Regions from separate parts of the Mus musculus genome. Here region 1 is linked to region 2. A link is a contact called in public promoter capture Hi-C data. All regions are on one chromosome and are shown on one strand. The core of a region is the stretch at or near the end of the contact, and the rest is flanking DNA. Distances in the headings are between cores, read along the strand shown. Region 1 overlaps Siae (sialic acid acetylesterase). Region 2 holds the start of Nrgn (neurogranin).

Evidence for each region. Promoter capture Hi-C pulls out the DNA fragments that hold promoters and counts their contacts.
Region 1: a contact with region 2 is called in a promoter capture Hi-C map of hippocampal neurons, with 3 times the contacts expected there. The contact joins the enhancer-like site here to the promoter of Nrgn in region 2. A contact is called at or near these places in 20 of 39 promoter capture datasets (the 3T3-L1 cell line, the C10 cell line, the HPC-7 cell line and 11 more), 30 of 484 Hi-C or Micro-C datasets (the 3T3-L1 cell line, 8-cell embryo, B cells and 16 more), 9 of 115 datasets of contacts at active chromatin or transcription factors (the SCID.adh cell line, bone marrow-derived macrophages, craniofacial prominence and 6 more) and 4 of 9 other capture datasets (adipose tissue, embryonic stem cells, liver and 1 more).

The regions. Positions count from the first base shown.
Region 1 is chr9:37,633,828-37,638,659 of GRCm38.p6, forward strand. The region is part of intron 7 of Siae (sialic acid acetylesterase); the gene reads left to right. Among named protein-coding and RNA genes, the nearest start is that of Tbrg1, 21 kb to the right of the region's middle. Within about 2 kb of position 3,509, at least 12 of the 459 cell types and tissues checked have an H3K27ac peak or open chromatin away from gene starts, as enhancers often do. A contact at or near this core is called in cortical neurons, hippocampal neurons, neural progenitor cells and 1 more, where this site is marked.
Region 2 is chr9:37,549,970-37,555,401 of GRCm38.p6, forward strand. It overlaps Nrgn (neurogranin), which reads right to left and starts at 2,776. Exons shown (of 4, transcript NM_022029.2): 1 at 2,568-2,776. The coding sequence starts at 2,582.

The sequences.
Region 1 (4,832 bases), core at 2,259-4,758, 85 kb after region 2:
GTCTGTACTGGGATTTGCAGCCCAACATTTGTCCAAACAGCATGTCCTGGCGCTGAGCTGTATATTAATTTCTATGAACTTACTGATGAGATGATTATATCTTCAAAATGTTAATAAATAACGAATCTTTCTTATAAAAGCACCCCAGTTTCACTTGAAAGATTTTAAAAGGCAAAACAAATACCCAAACAAAAACCAAATCAAAAAACAGTCCCAACTACTACCACCACAAAGCTAAGACCATTGAGAACTCAAGAAAAAAAAGACTTTTGTTTGTGCGTAGTTGTTTTTTTCTCTTCGTATATTATTGTAAGCCTTTTTCATGCCAATAAATATTATTCTTCAACATGATTTGTCATGATTGCAAAGTATTCTGAAATGTGGATGCATTGTAACATACTTAAATGAGTTCTTAATGGATGGGTACTAAGTGGTTTTCGTTATTTTGCTTTTACAAACCGTGGCATGTTATTTTCCTGACAGCAGATTTCTTGTAGTCTAATTATTGCCGTAAGATAAATTCCCAGAAATGGAATTGCTGGGTCAAAAGATAAAACCTTCTCAAAGGCTTTGTCAAATCCCCATTTTTTTTTGTTAAAATTATGAATTTGCATAACTGTGCCTTTAGCAACTGTGTGTAAGAATGGGGACGGTCCCATGTTGAACAGGGTTGTGCATTTCCTTGGCTGACTCAGGCTGGCTCTGCTGCATTGTTAGACCTACTAACTAACTGATTGACCAAACTACCATGTTATCTCCATACCCTCCAGAATTGACCATATTTATATGTCCTTTGTTTGAAACAATTTTTCTTTCTTACACTTTCCTAGGTCTTTGCTTGGATCTAAGGGAACTACTTGTGATTATTCAGTATGGGTTAGGTGCCCTTTCCTCAGATAATCTTGTAATATCTTATGCTTTCGTTTTGTTTACATGTGAGTCATATAGGTGGCTATGTTTTTTTGGGGTCAGGTTTGTATTCCTAGTATGTAGTTGGTTAGCATCAATGATGGCTTACAACACAATATGAAAGAACACTGTCAGGAGAGGAAGCCCTGCATCTGGTTACAGGCTAGTCAGAAGGATTGTATGTTCATCCTTAGACAAAAGGAATAAATACATGGGCCAAGTTCAAAATTAAATTCATGAAATATCTAATGCTTAGACTTTCTAGCTGAGTGGTAGTTCTTGTCTTTTATGGAATAGGAAATTACACAATTAAGGTGTTAGGAAAAAAACGCCCAACCTTCAGTAGAATGGCCACTGTCATGGCTTAGGTATTACCCTGTGACCATTGCAGATACTTTCTATTCACTACCCTCTGTCTCTTGTACCTCATATATATATATATATATATAATTTTTTAACCATACTCCTCCTTAAGAAGGCTTCTGTGTATATGTGTTTGTGTGATGTATGCTTATGTGTAATTTTGTGTGTGTGGTATGTGCTTGTATGGTGTGTGTGTGTGTATATGTGTATTTATGTGGTCTGTGTCTGTATGCTGTGTGTTTGCGTGGTGTGCATTTGTGTATATACCACAGTGTGCATGTAGAAGTCAGAGGACAGGCACCCAGTCCTCATCTTCCTCCTTGTTTAAGACAGGGTTTCATTGCTTACCACTGCAAACACCAGGCAAGCGGGTCTACATGTTTCTGGGGGACTTTCTTGTGTGGGCTTCCCATTTTGTTACAGAAATGCTGGGATTACTGATGTGTGCCACCTATCCTGGCTTTATGTAGGTTGGGTGGATCTGAACTTGTCTTAATGCTTTTGTGGGAAATGTGTACTGACCCATCTCCCCGGCCACTGTGCCCTGTTTCCCAGAAAGGGTTTTTGTTGACTTTCTTCCACCTAGCATGGCTTAATGACTTACTTTCTTTTTTTACATGTACTTGTTGTTTGAAGGTGACTATGTAGTTCGTATGAAAAATATGCACTTGGATGCATATAACCATGGCATCTGGTCTTTTAAATTTGACAGTTTGCAGAAGCCTCTTACCCTTTAGCCTTAACTTTATCACCAACAAAAATATGCTAGTTACTTTTTATATTACCATATGTATTTATATAAGTATGTGGATTCAAAGGGAAACACCCAATATGACAACTCAAGATAGTGTGGTACAAGGTCTGGGACTGGAGTTACACATCTGGGATTCCTACTCTTTGAGCTGTGTAATTGTGAACAAACATCTTTCTTATTTTAAGTATTGCATGACTTAATCTATGTGAAAACATGCTGGGTGCTAGCATTTATTATTGTTGTAAGAAGTCAGGACATTTGCAGGGAGAGCTGTCTTGTTAGGAAAGATGACAGATGGTGTTTGAAGTAATGCAGCGGTGAGATCACAGTTAGAAATTCAGGACTGGAGCCCATGGAAGAGACCATGGCTGGTGGGGCACTCAAGAGTTACTGATAGACAGGTGGCTGGAAGCATGAGGGAAGGAAGATCTGGAGGCCGGGTTTAAAAGGGATCTTGGAGGAACAGATTGAAAACTTCACTAGTATTTGTAACATCTTTTGAATGTGACCAGTTTTGTGGGTTTTTTTTGTTTGGCAGTTACATATCTTCATTAGTCTTCGTATTTGTAAGAAGCACCATGGGAGGTTGAACCAAGCTTCTTCGCAGTACTTCAGATTAGGAAAAAAACACAAGCATTTCATTTGGGTGTGGAGTATGCTGGTGCCCCCACGTGGCCAGGGTGCAGCAGTGCCGTCTGGACAATTAAGGGAATTCTCAGTCAACTGCCATTTTGAGGAAAGGACTTTTTGACTTTGAGGGTCGATTGTAGTGGGTCTTTGTGTTGAACTTTAGGCTGTTTCTAGTGACTTTGTTGGTTCGTTCCTATTATGTCACTTGCTGGTGACTCGGGTTCCACTTGCAGTCCTTGCATTGAAAGAAGATGGATTACTCATTAGATCTCTCTCTCTCTCTCTCTCTCTCTCTCTCTCTCTCTCTGTGTGTGTGTGTGTGTGTGTTGGTGCAGGTGCATGCACTTATATGTAGAAGACCATAGGACAACTTTGGGTATGGTTGGTCATGTGCTATCCATCATTTTTTGAGATCAAGTCACTCATTAGCCTGGAATGTGGTCTCTGTTTCCACAGTGCTGGGATGTGATTTCTGGTGATCAGACTTTCCATGCAAGCCCTGTATTGGCTGAGCTGTCTCCTCAGCCTTATTCTTTTAGTTTTTATGAGATTCTGGTGTGAAGCACAGTTTGTCATTTCCTATGTTAAGACAGATTTGCATGCTGAATCTTAACAAGAGAACTGGAATGTTCCTTTAATTCTGTGCCATAGTCAAGGCTGTGGCTTGTCACTGTTTCAGCTTTCTGTTTTCCTAATGTCACACTCGTCACTCACGAAGCAGAAAACATCTTTAAAGTTTCTTCTGGCCATGTGATGATATGAGGCTTTTTTTTTCTTCTGGGCAGCAGGATGAGTAAGACTGGATAGAACAGTCTGTGTAGCTTCCCTGATGGGGTCAGACGTTTTGAAAGAGTGTCAAACGACAATTTGGATGCTGGCCAGACTGTGGTCTGATTTACTGTTAGATCGTGTTTGTAAGAGAGACAGAAAGTAGGTGGATGTCTTCCATTGGCTGGAACTAGGACTGGGAAGAAGGTGCTGTCTAAATCAAAGAACAGTGTGCTCGTAGGAACCAAAAAACTAAGAAAGTAAGAAATAGCAGGAAATACTGTGTCACAGTAGTTGTAAGGTTTTTTTTTTCTTCTTTTTTCATTTGATCTTTTATTATGGTATACTAGTTATATATAATGATAGGTTTCATCAGGATATTTTCTTCATGTACATAAGCAATTTGGTCACATTCACCCCATTACTCTCTCTTGTCCCCTCTCCCTCTTGCTAATCCTGCTTCTCTTTCCAGGTAGCTCCTCTTCATGTCATGTGTGTGTATGAGTGTGTATGTGTGTGAGTGTATACTTGTGTGTCTGTCCATGTCCCAATGCGGTATCATGGGTGCAGGTTTGCTTATCGGAGCTTGGGTACCTTACCAGTAGCTACATCACTGGAGGAAATGTCTCTCCTTATCAACTGTTAACTACATATAAATCCTCAGTGGAGGAGCAGGGGTGGGGGTAGGAGTCCATGAGCCCCTCCCACTTTCATGATATTGTTGACAAGCCCAGTCTTTTACAGCTTTTATGCAGGTAATCACAGACATAATGAGTTGTGAGTTCCAGTATAACTCACATATAATGTAAGGGTATATGTATCCTTAGATACACACATAGAGTGTATCATCTTAGAATTCTTCCTAACCTGCTTCAGTATCCACATGGCTTGCTCTCTCTTGTTTATTTTGTTCATTGGCTATATCTCTCCTCTGGAATGTGATCTTGTAAAATTTTTGCCTTTTTTTTTTTTTTGTCTGTGTTAGAATCAGAAGTTAGTGGTCCATTCCTCTAAAGGTATACCCTTCCTTTGACTTTTACATTCTTCTCTGCTTCTTCCTCAATGCTCCCTGACCTTTGGAGGGATTCATACAGTCATTGAATTTATGCTTGGCATTCAATAGCCATTTGTTCTCAGTACTTTGACTAGGTCAAGAATCTTCCAGGAGCCTCTGTTCTTTGCAGGCTAAGGGGCATATCAACTTTCAGCATGAAGTAGTTAGTCTTACTGCTCACTGTCTAGAGTCTAGCACTTACCCTCACTGCTCCTTCACTAGCCAAGACTCCCATTGACTTAGTGTCTCTTATCAGAGCCTTCCAAACCCTCCTTGCTTCTACCTTGACTCTTTAGGACATTCTCAGAGTATCAGTCAAGGTTCCAGGGTCCCCCCTCTCCCATTTGAGTGGCA
Region 2 (5,432 bases), core at 1,526-4,025:
TACCCCCTGCCTCAGGGCGGGTGGTTACTTCGATACTGTTAGCTGGTACACAGTCAACGAGACTACAAAGGAGAAAGGAGTGGGCTATCAAAACAGATTTCTTTTTCTTTTCCTATTAGACGAAGGCAGGAAAGTCATGTACATTTGCGATGTCAATCAGACACTGGAACATCGAATAATAGCTCCTTTAAAAACATCCCCTTGAAAAAGAACACTGATGTTTTCTTCTTCCTCATTTCTCTCTAAGCTTGCTTACCAAGGGGGAAAAGAACAAGTAAGGCACGGCTAGATTCTTCCCAAACATCAGGTAGGATGGTCATGGAAGAGAACTCCAGAGCAAAAAGATGAGGAAGGCATACTGTTCTCTTTACAGCGCAGGGATGCCTGGTAGCAGCCCTGCCCTCTTCCAGTCCTCCGCCCTTTTTTGCCCCCTCTTTTCCTTCTTTCTGCCTCCTTCCAACTCCACAGAATGAGACTGATGCTGAATATTATCTGGCCCTTTGGTCCAGTGGACTTGGGACATAAAAAAACAGAGACTGTGTCAGGGCCCAGTGCAGGAGGTGCCCCTGGACCCTGGACATTCAATACCTCTGGCAGTCCCTCTTCCTCTAGGGGACACTGATTTCAAACACATTAACCACACCCTCAGCCATTATCTATCAGTATTAGTTATCTGTGGTGTAGCTATCTACTTGCCATGCACCAATGGCTTCCTGGGTATTTTTATAAGCACTAACCAGGAGAGACAAGGTTGGAGGCCTGAGCCCCACATCTCACCCTCTTCATCCTTCTCAGGCTTCCTAGAGTCTTCACCCATTCATGTCTTCCCTGCTGGCACATCTCCCGATTCCTTTCCCCATCCTTCTTGGCTTCTCAGCCTTTTCTTTCTTGCCTAGCAGTTACCCTCCTCCCCTGTTGACTCATATCTCATAATCTGCCATCTATCTATTTATTTTTTATTTTTTTACTTAATGGAACATTGCTGGGGATGAGGGGCTCTTCCTCAATTGAGACTGAAGACCCACACCTTTCCTTTCCCAGCCAAAAAGTGATTCTTGGGCTCAGTGTGTAGCTCAGAAGCAGAGTACATATTTAGCAGGCATAAAGTCCAGAAGTCAATCCCCAGCACCAAAAATAAGTAAGTAAATAAGCAAATAAGCAAACAAACTGTTCCCTGGAGAATAGCAAACCGCTTCCTTGGAAGAAGCCCTGGATAGTGTTCTTCAAAGGGCGGAACTGTATGTGATTGGCATGCTTGTATATGTATATGTATATGTATATGTATATGTATATGTATATGTATATGTATATGTATATGTATATATTTTTTCTGATCTATACATTTACTGCTATGAGCATTTACAGTAATGAAAATCAGTATGCTTCAAAGAGGGATTGGAGGGCAATCTTTTGAGAGGACAGGGCTCCACACTTGTCAAAGGTGCCTACTTGGGGAAAAAAAATCACATTTCTAAGCCCCATTTGTACAACTGTAAAAGACCTACCTACCTGGGGTGATCAGGCACTCTGGCAGCTGTTATTTATTTAACAAGAGTTAAAATGTCAGCAATGGCTTGCCCCTAAGTTCTCACTGCGTCTTGGACACTGGGCATTGGGAAGTGTCACCTCTCAAAGATATGGGCTATTCCTCCCTTCCAAACTTATTTATTTTGCACATTGTGGGAGAAAGGTGGGGTTCCTGCTGTCGTTAAGTAACCTCTGGAGTCTTTAGCCAGAGTGACAGAAAGAAAACACTAGGAATTTGGAGTCGTCTCTTTCCTTAGATCGGAGGCTAAGAATAAGCAAACACGTTTTATATAGGTATGGGTCACTCAACTCCTTTAGCCAGCTAGGAGCCAGGACCAGTGCTGGATGCCTTCATACAAGAGCCCTTAACAAGATCTGCTTTGGCGTTAGGCACTTGCAGCATCCAGTTTCCGTGTAGGCGCTGATAGACACTTCCTCCCCTTGCCCACAGGGCCCTCTCACGGTCACTCACCCAGCACCTTCCAAAGGAGAAGGTTTTGGGGGCTGAACCAGCTCCACCCCAGAACCACACTGACTAGGTTCTTTCCTGCCCATCACCACCAAGACCAGGGTGGATTCTCCCCGACTTCGCCACATAAGGGCTTAGACGATCATCTGAGGGTCGTGAAGATCTTGCCACAGTCCGCGACAGCAGCAGTGGGATAGGAAATCGTTTGGGGGCCAAAAAATACCAAGGGAAAGGACTAGCACACCAGCAACTTTCCTGTGTCTCCGTGGGGGAAGTTCCACCTCTCGTCTAAGCAGCAGCTTTCCTGCATGAAAGCTCTGCTCAGATCCAGATACAACCTAGATTGTCTGGCCCATGGGCGCTCAGACGCCCCCGCGAGCTGGGGAGCATTTTCCCCAGGGCTTGGCTCAGATCAGGCAGGCGCCTTCCATCATCCAATACAATATTTCAGCACCATTCTTTCCCACATTGTTCCTAGGTCTTCCGCACCCACTTCCATCCCTCACTCACCCCCCAGGGGTTCTCGTGTGCCCCTTGCCCCAGAACACGCTGAGTTCAAGTATGGACTTACCGTGCAGCAGTCCATTGCCGGTGTTGAGGGTCCTTGGCTGGGGTGGAGCCTGGCGCAGAGCGGGGGTGGGTTTGTACGATGCTGGGTGGCAGCTCAGGGGCTGTCGGGCACTCCCCGACCAGCGCAGAATCCTTGCAGAACCAGCCTCTCTCCTCTTGGGTCCGGTCTCCCGCGCTCCGCAACTCTTGCGAATGTAACCTGAGCCCTGCGGCCTCGAAGCCAATCAGAAGACACTTTCTGCAGGGTGGGCGGGGAGAACTGGAGCGAGGACCACTCCTTCTCTCGACTCTCTCCGCCTCGCTCGCTTTGGTGCTCCAACCTCTCCACCTACACACTTCCATCCATTCCTCCTACACACCCCATCTCCCAAATTCACCCCCCCCCCCGCTTTCTAAGTCGCAGACTGCCAGGCAGATGTACGTCGGAGTAAGCACAAGGCCTCCAACATCCAGGGCACAAATACACATCTGGGTGCAGCACGCCCTACCGCCCATAGATAGAAAACCACGAACCTCACCCACCTCCCTGTTCTAGAGTCCCAAACATTACTCCCTCTATTTCCCCTCTCTGCAGAGATGCCCTCCTCACTCTAGTTACAGAGAAACCTGATGGTAGACAGCCTACATGATGGGCACATAGTGACATAGACGCTCCAAGCCTCATGCATCCATACATACTCCCAGGCGGGGTGGTGTGGTGTATCTTCCCACATACAGACACTGCAGACACAATAGGCAAAAACAACTCCACAGGGCCGTGTCCACACACCCTGTGAAGCACAGGTAAACGGTAGACCTCCTGTTAGTTAGCACATAGACAAAAATACCTGCATTCTCACTGCTGGCAATGTCTGCACTAAGTGTTTTCTTTTTAAAATTTTTAGCAAGAACACTGTATTGTCACACGTTGATTCTACGTATTAATTGATTCCATTGTGACCTACTTGTGCCCTTTAAACCATGTTCACCTGGTTACCCTCTTTTGCCCCTTCCCACTCCTGATAACCCCTACTCTTTCCACAAGTATCCCTTTTATTGCCATGTCTTTTTTTTTGGAATGGGGGGGTGTCGAGAAGGAACCCATTGAATTTTGTTAGTGTTGTTTATAGGAGCACGGGCAAGGGCTTCTTTACAGCATTGTAGGCACTGTACTAGTGACTGCACCCCTAAAGTAAATGTCTCTCCCTACCTCACCAACTATTAATTGTGTATAAATCTTCAGGGTGGGGTGGTACCTCATAAGCCCCTCCTCTTTCCATGATAGAGTGTTAATGGGCCCACTCTTGTGGAGATCTTGTGCAGGTGATCCAGCTGTTGTTAACTCAATAGCCAAGTCATGACTGGAAATCATCATTCCATACCTCACCCCCCTTCTTCTGGTTCTTAAATTCTTCCTACCCCTTCTTCCATGATGTTTCCTGAGCCTTGGAAGTATTGGTATATATGTGTCCTCTCTATGACTTGGCATCCAATAGCCTCTAATTCTCAGTATTTTGACTAGTTCTAAGTGTCTTCCATCATCACCGACCAAGTATCTATTTTGTATCTCTCCATGACCTGTGATCTATCTGTCTACTTATCCATCTATCTATCCTTCCATCCATCTGCACCAAATAAAATCACGTACACCCAGCACCCACTTTGAATGTATTTATATCCTGGTACAGACTTAGCACACCCACCCATCCCACTCCTCACACTAGACTTCCTAACCTTTTGATTCACCGCTTCAAAATAAGACAAAAGTTAGCCACCCTCACACTTGCTCTTTGGAAGAAAAAGGATGCTGTCAAACCAAGCAGTGTTGCGGTTATCACTGGTTTTGGCCCTTTGGGCCCATGCTGGGGCAGGATGTGGTTTAGAGAGAGGCTGGAAAGCAGAGATATGGAAAGGAACATCTGGGGTATGTAGCTTGACCTTTTTGTGGTCTCTAAACCTCCTAGCCTGTCAGGGTAGTATAGCTGACTGTGTCACATGATACCTCCTAGCCTGTCAGGGTAGTATAGCTGACTGTATCACATGATACCTCCTAGCCTGTCAGGGTAGTATAGCTGACTGTATCACATGATACCCAGGTGGTTGGGATCCCTTTGAGAAAACTCAAGTCCTCCTCAGCTAAGTTCTCCAAGGAGGGACAGGGAAAAAAATTACTGCTTAGAGTAGAGAGGAAGAAATGCCTGGTGTCTCTGAACAGGACAAGGGACCTCAAACAGCCAAGCTGCAATGGATCCCACTGTCACAGGCCAGCCACACTAGGACTGTTGAATGCTTCTATTCCACTGAGTGTCTAGGTCATGGCTTTCCTTGTTAAAGGGAGAATGAGTGGGAGGGATATACCAGTGTCCACTCAGGTTGGGAACATGATTAGCCAGCTTGGGGCTCCGAGCTGAGCTGAAGGCTGGCTGGGATTCCAGGGTTGGGGTGTAGGGGTGTCTCTCCCAGCATGTTTGGGACCCACCCACCCCTGTAACAGCAAATCTGTTCCCCAATCTGTCTCTGGCACATCTTTAGTCCCCCCCCCCCTCCACCAAATGGCAGGATGTCCTAGGAACTAAGGTCCTTGCCTAAATGACAAACACATCTGTAGCCTCTGCCTGTGCCAACTTCCCCTGTGCTTTTACTCCAGGACCCAGAGGGGAGACGGAAGGGGGAAACAGAGGGGCAGAGAGGATATCAGATCTGGACTCTGCCTTTCCCAAATTAGAGCTGAGGAATTCGGGATTTGGTGAGTCTGCGGTAAAGTCTTCGAGTTGCTAGGCAACATTGCTCTGCAGGCTCTGCTGCCTCTGGGCCCTTCTTCCTGCTGGTCAGAACTAAAAGGAGGGGTATCTTTACCCCCCTCTTCCAACTCCCACACAGCACCTCC